Regions from separate parts of the Mus musculus genome. Here region 2 is linked to region 1. Evidence: chromatin contacts called from public Hi-C data. All regions are on one chromosome and are shown on one strand. The core of a region is the stretch at or near the end of the contact, and the rest is flanking DNA. Distances in the headings are between cores, read along the strand shown.

Evidence for each region. A called contact is a pair of places that touch in the nucleus more often than the background predicts.
Region 2: a Hi-C map of B cells shows a contact between it and region 1, with 1.6 times the contacts expected there. The contact joins the enhancer-like site here to the promoter of Enthd1 in region 1. A contact is called at or near these places in 2 of 39 promoter capture datasets (the C10 cell line and macrophages), 2 of 15 datasets of contacts at CTCF or cohesin (CD8 T cells and large pre-B cells), 27 of 484 Hi-C or Micro-C datasets (B cells, CD4 T cells, ECoMG-derived neutrophils and 19 more), 9 of 115 datasets of contacts at active chromatin or transcription factors (the 230-238 cell line, CD8 T cells, the HPC-7 cell line and 4 more) and 5 of 9 other capture datasets (adipose tissue, embryonic stem cells, liver and 2 more).

The regions. Positions count from the first base shown.
Region 1 is chr15:80,557,802-80,562,714 of GRCm38.p6, forward strand. Enthd1 (ENTH domain containing 1) reads right to left here and starts at 2,669. Exons shown (of 6, transcript NM_001163189.1): 1 at 2,203-2,669. The coding sequence starts at 2,551.
Region 2 is chr15:80,633,511-80,637,920 of GRCm38.p6, forward strand. It overlaps Grap2 (GRB2-related adaptor protein 2), which reads left to right. Exons shown (of 8, transcript NM_001289442.1): 3 at 826-917. Among named protein-coding and RNA genes, the nearest start is that of Mir6957, 10 kb to the right of the region's middle. Within about 2 kb of position 1,376, at least 47 of the 459 cell types and tissues checked have an H3K27ac peak or open chromatin away from gene starts, as enhancers often do. A contact at or near this core is called in the 230-238 cell line, B cells and bone marrow-derived macrophages, where this site is marked.

The DNA.
Region 1 (4,913 bases), core at 1,419-3,918:
ATGACGCTTGAGCTCATGGGTCTTAGGGAAATGTAAATCAAAGGGACAGCAAAGTCCAACTCTATTAGGATTAACTGTAATTTTAAGATGGACAAAATAACAAGTGCTAGCAAGGACCTGGGAAAAATGAAACCTCTTATGGAGGTCATGGGAATGAACGACAGCTCAGCAGCTCCTCCAGAGGCCAGACACTCACATTAGCACACTATAGCCATTCTACTAAGCAAGCCAAAGCACTGACAGCAGAGGCCTGAACCCACACACAGCCATGTTCACTGCAGCACTGTTCATGAGGGATCACATGTAGAACCGCCCCAGAGGAACAGGTTTGCTTAAATGTTGTAAGCCCAGAAAATAAAATGCCATTCAGTCATTCAAACATATGGGATTCTGATACCACATGGAGGAGACTCAAGGACTATAGGGTGAGAGAAAGAAGCCTAATAGGAATTTAAAATACACAGGAAAATTCCACTTCTGTGTGAGTGCACCTAACAGTCAAGTCAATCAAGATAGAGAATAGAGGTTCAGTGGAATGGGAATGAGCAGCTATTGCTTAATGCTGACAGTGATTTAGAAAAGGTTTAAACAAGAGTGGTGGTGGCTTCCCAACACAGTAAATGTGATGAACGTACCAAACTGCACACTTACAAATGGAAATATGAGCCTGGCAATGGTAGCTTACACCACTAATCCCAGCACCTGGGAGGTGGGGATAGGAAGATCAGGAGTTCAAGGTGAACTCAACTCAGCTACTTATTAACTCAAGTCCACGTGAGATTCTGATTGAAAAAAAAATTCAATACAAGTGAATACAAAAAGGCAAGTGTTGATATAGATATCACATCTTATAATAAACAACTTTATAATTATACATACTTTATATAAATGACCCTATATTTTATAATATACATGTGTGTGTGTGTGTGTGTGTGTGTGTGTGTGTATATACATATATATATATATATATATATATGTATATATATACACATATGTTACAATTTGTATGGTATATGCATTATATCTCAACAAACCTTTTCATAAAGAGGAAAGATAAAAAGAAACAAGCTTCCAACCTATGGAAGGATCTGGAAGAACCGTGGGGTATCCTGCCAATGAAAGAAACGAGTCTAAAGAAGTTTTACATCTGGAAAAAGTAAAACTATAAAGACCAGTGGCATCCAGGGCAAAGAGGGTGAGGGCAGGTCACAAGGCATCCTCGGGGAAGCGAAAGACCCTGTGTTATACTGGGTGGTTGACACAGGACAGTATGTCTTTCCAAAACCTACAGAACTATGATACAACTAAACTGAACATCAGTAGTAGTGTCAACACTGGCTGCCACTTGTAGCAAGTGTACCTCACTGATCTTAGAAACTGGAGAGATGATGTTTTGGTGGAGAAGGGTTCATAGAAACTATTTTTGTCTCATTTTTTCATTTCTTTAAAGTTATCATTTTAAAATGCAGTAACCATGGAGAGTAGAGTGAACTGTATTTTCTTCTTATGACTTAAAACCTATCACTTTAGGCACAATTATAACTTTGCATTTCTAACACAAAGGAAAGGAATGTTGGCTCTTTTCTTTGCAAATTTGGCACCAATCCACTTCAATACTCTATACCATCTTCCTATGCCATCGCCTTTCTACACCCAGAATTATCTTAAGACCTGAATTTCTGTGCTTCAGTTAAGTGAGCTCATCTCCATAGCCTTCGGAGATTCCAGAGTCCCTAGAAACACTTCCCTAGTTTATGACTAAATTCCGACTTAATTATACTCGTGAATTACAGTGACATCAACACACAAACGGCAGCGTCTCCTCTCTTCATTTGCTGTATTTACTTTTCTGTGAGGCGTCACTGGATCAGGACCTGCGTGTGTTCTGTGCTCTTTTGAAAACAAACACACTCTTCTCCCAAGTGCCACAGTCAATCAGAGGACGGAAATGAGAACCACAGCGGTCGGAGGAAAACAGTGGCTGGGACATCTAAGGACAACTCTTTAAGCCCAGGGTGATAACAGGGTGCACATCAACCTAGCGCGAGGGAGGTTGGGACTGGAGGGCAAGCTCAGGACAGCCTAGGCTACATCACAAGGCACTCAAAAATTGAGAACCGCCTTGCTCCAGTTGAAGATTTAAAACACTGCTATACACGCCTGTCCTTACAGGCACACTGTCGAATTTTTACAAACTGTTACCTTGGTCTTTGCCCGCTTCATCTATGTGTTGAAAATCCTTTAGCATTTGAAGGTTACAGACGCCCTCTCTGCAATACTGAATAACTTTCCTGGAGCCGTTCTTGATGAGGTAGTCCATCAGGGCGAGGGATTTGTACACGTGGCGCCAGTTCTTCCCGTGGTCGCTGAGTCGCTGCCACAGCATGTGCATGATCTCCGAGAGGGAGGCCGCATTGAAAGTCATGTCACTGATAGCTAACATCAGAGAGCTAGAGGGGCCCCAGGGGTCATTGGAAGTTGCTTCCCTGACTTTTTTTTCGGCATCTGAGTAATTTTTCACGAAGTTCTTCACTTGCCTCCTGAATGACATAGCTACAGTGAGTCTGAGGAGGGGGTGGAGGTGGGTGAGAGCGATGGGTCAGGAGTGACTGGTTTACAGAGCGCCTGACAGATTCGTCCCAAGTTCTGCCGCTCTCAAACACAAATGATTCATCTCCACCTGGTAAAGTATCGATTTCCTGCAAGGAAAGTACAAAAAATGTGGTGTAAGTTCCTCAAAAAAAAAAAAAAAAAAAATGTCTACAGGAGACCAAGTTAGTCTGAAAAAAAAAAAAATTTTAGTTTCCAAGAAAGCCTGTCACATCACCAGCCTGAGGAAGGAAAGGACTCTATATAGGTGTGCTTAGGATAAACACGGGAAAATCCCTCACAAGACTGACCTCAGCTATCCAGAGAATATAGGTAGTCTATCTGCTCCTAAAAGGTTCTGCAGAAAATATTGCTCAGCTCCCTTGACAAGGAGTACGAGTTTAAAGACGTACACACAGAGGAGACAGATTCATAGTTCAGGGGGAATTTGCACTCTGACACCTCTTTCTTAACAAAAGCTGTTGTTATACACACTGTGTCCTGGAAATAATTTGAATGGTGGTGAAAATTGAGTGTGAGGTCCTCCTCGTACCCAGAACCCTGTTCCCTGCAGAACCATGAAGCACTCTGATCAAACCTGAGTAGGTGCTGCTCTCTGGTCTATCTAGAGAGCCGGCGTTAAGATAAATACTCTACCTCCTGTGGATTACAGCTAACACAGTATCCAAAGCAGCATCTTAGCCTAGCAAACTAGAGGGAAAGCTTCGATTACTTTCTTTACTCGCTTTCAGGGAAAAAAAGGTGTGGTTTTAACATTCAACAGTATCAAAGTGCTATTTATAAATGACATGGCGTGAGGAACTCCCTTAGGCCTGGAGTGATTAGCAGGAGTCTGACAGCTTCCCCATACATAGAAGAGGAAGCATTTAGGTTAATATAAAAACGCATTCAAACTTAAACCGGTACTCGGCCCTAAGAATTCGCAAGATACTTGAGAATTACCAGTTTCTGATTTACATGAAACTCCCTTCCTCTTTTTCATTACTCTGCAGGAAGGTGAGTCACTTAGTTTGTAATTTCTCTGGTGATTCACCTCCGACAGGGACAAAGGCACTGTGCCAAATTGATTTCAAGCCCTGATGAGCATCCAGACCCAACGAAGTCTAGATGAACTATAATCAGATTTTGCTATCAAAGCTGCACCCATCCAAAAGAAAGAAAAAAAAATCAAACTCATAACGACTGTTTGGTATTTTTAGTTTTGTTTCCTTGGCCTCCTCAGCTTCTAGCTCACGCCTGATTAATCTGTGTATCAAGGGAAAACATAATTTTCAGATGCATGGTTAAATGAACTATCACCTTAAAAAAACAAAAAACAAAACCAGATCATTAACCCTTTCAGCCCCTCTACCTTTTGATTTAAACCCAATGCAGTCTGAAATAAATTAGATACAAAATATAATTGCTTTAATAAGATTTCTCAGAAAGAGACCATATCCTATGAAGAAAAAGAAAGTGTGTTTCTGTGATGTTCTGGTTGTCTCGTATGCACCCGGAATGTGAACATTTCGTCTGACTTCCTCCTGCAGTGAAAACCTGATTTATAATGGTTCAGCACACTATTAAAATTTTCAATTTCTACTGTCCTTTTTCCCCTCCACCAAACTCACTCAATGCAGAGCTGCACCATAACACCAGCCTAGAATAACAAATATTGATCCATGTCTTCACAGATCTATTTTTTCTTTAAAAAAAAAACTGCCTTAGAATTATAACTTGCTGGAATTGAACAGTTGTTAAAAACTCTTTTGTTTTTATGGCTACCTATCTATATTTTGGAAAGACTGCATTTATTATTCATTTTTCCTATATTCTCTAAACTGCATCCTCAAATTTTGGAAGCATTTTCGTAAACAAATTTTCTGTTTTCTGAAAAAAAAAATTAAGAGCCTTCTAACCCAAAACAGTAGTTTAAAATGGATGTGCCTAACACCGTGTCAAAACTAAATACACTCTCAACTGTTACAACAAAGAAAAAAAAGTCTAGATAGGTCAATTAATATCACTTGTCACACAGAGTGCCATGAACATATAATGAGGCACCATTCGGCCATAAAGAATTCAGTAGCTGGTGTTAGTTGTACATATTGTGAGCTGATTATGTTTAAGACACTCAGCTATAGAGAAATGCTGTTTCCTGTTTCCTCTAGGTAACCTGTGGATTGTAATTACAGTCATGTGCTGCACAGATGCCTCAGGCAAGGATGTCATACATGATTGTGGTCACACAAAATTACATCACCTAGTGACATCATAGCCGTCTGAGACTGGGTAAGGACACCCTATGTCTGTGTCCATCTAAT
Region 2 (4,410 bases), core at 126-2,625, 74 kb after region 1:
TGGAGCTCACTGCTATGTAGCTCGGGCTTGCCTCCAACTGACAGAAATCCTCCTGCCTCACCTTCCTGAGTGTTGAGATGACAGCCATGAGACACCATACCCGAACTGTCATCCCAAATATCCGGAATCCCATTCCCACCATTTTCAAAATTCAAAATGGGAATATGAAATATGAAGCGTTGACAGTTTAGAAAGCTGGTCTCCCTTAGACATTTAAGTTTTAATCTTCTTGTTTAAAAAATAAATTTTTGGTCAGACATGATTTTTATACTTCTATAACCCTAATACTTGGAAGGTAGAAGCAGGAAGATCAAGAGTTCAAAGCCATCCTTCATAGTTCCAGGCCAGCTTGGGCTACACATGGACTTCTCTCAAAAAAAAAAAAATTAACAAATGAATTAATGCATTGGTGGCTGATAAGACAGCTCAGTGGGTAACTTTGATCCCTGGGAGCCACAAAGCAGAAAGAGAGGACTACCAGAAGTTGCCCTCCGGCCTCCTTAGATGCGCTCTGAGCACTTGTGCACACACACAGGGGCAAGCACACACACACATACAGACATGTGAAGAACTAAACTTGTAAGAAGAGATGCAGGGCAGTCTCTGAGCGCCAGGTCTGAGCTCTGGTGGGTGACATGAGTGGCAGCATAAGTGGAGAGAAATAATGGTGTAAAGAGGAGCCAGATTCTAGAGAAGTAAGCGGTGGTGTTCCCTCCTTCCCCACTAAGCCCTGGAGCTGATGTCCCATCCAATCCCTTAGACTCTGCAGCCCCTTCCTGCTGCTTGGGGTCCTCTCTTCAGAATCCTTTGTTCTTTTCCATCTAGATACTAAGCAACCAGGAGGAGTGGCTCAAGGCGGAGCTCGGAAGCCAAGAAGGATATGTGCCTAAGAATTTTATAGATATCGAGTTTCCTGAGTAAGTATTCCCAGCCTGCCAAGATGGCTCTACCCACACACGCTCCCCTTACTTTTTTCAGTTGTCACTAAAATTATCTATGCATACCCAAGGAACTGTCAGAAATGGCTGCCTTTGGAGATCTCCCTCCCCAGCCTCCAGAACCCCGCAGCGGAAGGCCAGAGTGGGAGGAAGGTTTATTTGCATGGCATCACATTCCCTTTTGAAGTTTACACCATGTGCATGAATCGCCTATTTAATTATATATATGTATATATGTACACATAGAGAGAGGGGCAGGGAGGAGGAAGCTTGTTAAAATCACCTATAACGAATGCAGTTGCAGGATCTCTAAGAATCCCAAAGGGGGCGCTGTTGGACATCACTTGTCAAAAGCCATTCCTGCAAAGTTCTTGACTGCCTAATATGGCTTTCCACCCTAAGCAGGAATCCCAAACTCTATCAGCTTGCTCACCCGTGTCTGGGGGGGGGGGGGGTGGGCAGGGGAGATTCCCTCCAGAAAGAGGAAGTGAAACACAGATTGGGCTGTGTTTGTCTCAAGAATTGACCACAAGGGTTAGATAGAAATCTAATCTTGTCTCAGAGCCAGGGTCGAGCCCAAAGAGCATAGGCTTTGTAAGAAAATCATAGTACTATTGGTGACTCAGGCAGTCACCTTCTGTGACCCAGAAGAGACCACTTAGCCAACAGGTTGACCACTGACCGCCTTCCCCCCATGGGTCCTTAGCGCTTCTGTCATCTGCTAAGGGGCCACTTGAGGCCAGTCAGTCTCCCACCTACCTCTCAGTTCTGTCGCCTTCCTCCCATGTGTATGGCGGGTGAGGGAACTCACAGGAAGAGAAGCGCCTTGGTCCCCTCCCCACCCTCATGCCCACTCTCACTGGCCCATCACTTCTGGCAGCCACATTCAGATTCAGCTGCGGGTGCCTACAGCAGTCGACGCCCACCCCCCCACCCACCCCCACCCCCCACACACCGCTCCCCATCTACTCTCTGTACTCAGCTGACAGGCTCGCTGTAGTCACCACCTCCCCGGCCAAAGACACAAATGAAAAACAAAACAAACCACTGTTGCTCCCAGCTCCTTCCAGTTTTCTTTCCATTCCCTCAAAAGTGTTGGCTTTCCCTATTACGCTATTATCAACCCTGCGCATGCGCCTATCCTCCGAGGAACCCCCAGACTCCCATCAACGAGGTCCGGGCCAGCTAAAGACTGCACCCTTACTTTCTCAGCCACCATCTCGGCAGGATGGGACATTCTTCCCACTAGAACAAACTCTGTGACCTCCAAAAGCCTCTTCTTCCGCCTCCTCCCCTTGGGGCCTCCAGCGCCCTGGCTTCTCCTCAGGCTCCTTTGCTAGGTCCTCCTTCACCCTGCCATCCCCCACACCCTTCTCCAGTAAACCTTTCTTATTACCATTTTATTTTCCCCAGTGGTTGGTGTTACATGAGTATAGCAAATGTGGAGGCCAGAGGATACCTTCATGTGTCACCTATAGGCTATCATTCACCTCTCGTGACAGGGTCTCTGTCTGGTCTATTACTTGCCAGCCAGTGAACCTTGGGGCTCTGCCTGTGTTAGTCTCCCCAGTCCTGGTTACAGGCACCCGTCCCTATGGCAGGCTTTTGTGTGGGTGCTGGGGATTGTGACAGTTCAGGTTGTCATGCTTTCAAAGCCATCTCCTGTGGCCATTTTAAATGACTTTCCATCCCCAGCATCCTGTCCACCCTGTTTCCATTTTCTCCCCCGGCTCATAATCCCCTGGCACGCCATTTTTGATTATTCTGTTGTTATTGTGCATCTCCCGGGCCACCTAGAATGTCAGTTTGCTGAGAGTGAAGTCACTTGTCCGCTCTGCTCACCACTATTTTCCTAGCACCAAGAAAATGGTCCCAGGTGTTCAAAGATGATCAATAAAAGCCATCAGACCTGGCCAAGGTTGGGGAAAAAGGTTATCCCAGCACGTACAGTTATAGGAAGTGGAGTCAGAAGTTCAAAGCCAGCCTCTAACATATAACAAGCTTAAAGTCAGCCAGGGCTACATGAGACCCTGTCCCCTCAAAACAAAAGTAATAGGTTGGGTGTGGTGGTGCACACCATTGATTCCAGGTGCTTGGGAAGCAGAGGCAGCCAGATCTCTGTGAGTTCGAAGCCAGCCTGGTCTATATAGGGAGGGAGTTCCAGGATATCCAGGGTTGTATAGAGATATCCTATTTCAAAGTAATTAATTAACTAATACAAACAAAAGTATAAATAAATCACATCAAATAAAGTGAAAAATAAGCTTTAGAATAATAAGGAAGATTGAAACCCTGGCCTCCTGTGTCTGACACAAAATGTACGGAAAATTTTGGAAGTCTTAAAAAAAAAAACAAAGATTCCATACTCTAATCTAGTTAGAGAACGTAGCTTTTCTAGATGCCTCTGCCTTTCTAAAGGTCTCTGCCTGTTGCCTCTGCTGCAAACTTCCCTTTGAGCTATAGCTGTGGTAGCACACGCCACCCGCCTACTCCTGTCACTACTGTGCCTTCTCCGTGTGGCAATCAGCTGCTCAGCCCTGCAGAGGTGTGGGACACCAGAAACCCCAGGCTCCAGCCTACTGCTGTGGCCCAGGTCTGGAGGAAGTGTCCCTCCTGTTATCTGAGTCTGGAGTCAAGGGTCTCAGATCCTGTGAAGCACAGAGGCCTGCCGTGCATTTGTCCTAAAGGGACTCGAGCGTTAATTAGCCTTCCGACAGCAGCAATTAGAGCAGCCATCTAGAAGCAATGTGACAGGGTCCAACCTCTACCGGCTGTGATGGAAACTCTCATTCTAGAGCAGAGAGGAGTTTGTGCTCTCCTGGCAGAAGCTGCAGCCACCGGTCACCTAACCCAGTGTGCTTGACTTTTTTGGAACATTCCAGCCACTGCCGCCCTGACCGTATGGTGTCTCTTCTACATCTCTGTTTCCTCTGTAAAGGTTCATCAAACCTAGATCCACTTTTTTTTTTTTTTTAGGTAAATGACCTCGAAGTGCAGGGAATAGCTCACAAAAGAGTTAAGGAAGTTGGCTGCAGATGTTGCTGTTAGAGCTGCTGAGCTCCAAGTGTTTGCAACATCATTTCCTGGGCTCTTGGCAGTCTCTGCTGGACATAACTGTCAAGCCCCTGAGGCTTCTGTGTTAGTCCAAAGAGCCTGAGCCCCTGGATGCTCCTGGGGAAAAGTGCCCAGCCACTGGCATCTCAGGAAGGGAATGGGTGCCCAGGCCTTGTCTCCCAGCCTAGCCTGATGCCCTGCCTCCATGCCTCCGTGCCTGCAGCAGCTCTTCTTACCCCATGCATTCTCTTCTCCTGGTGGCAGGCGACTTCATCCCACCGGGAGCCAATCCCACACAGCCCCACATGGTACAGCAGCAAACTTCCATGATTCAAGTTTCCCAAGCTAGAGAGAAACTTCTGGAGGGACAAGAACAAAGAGAGCAATTACAGAGCAGTGGACATTGCTTCCCTGGAAG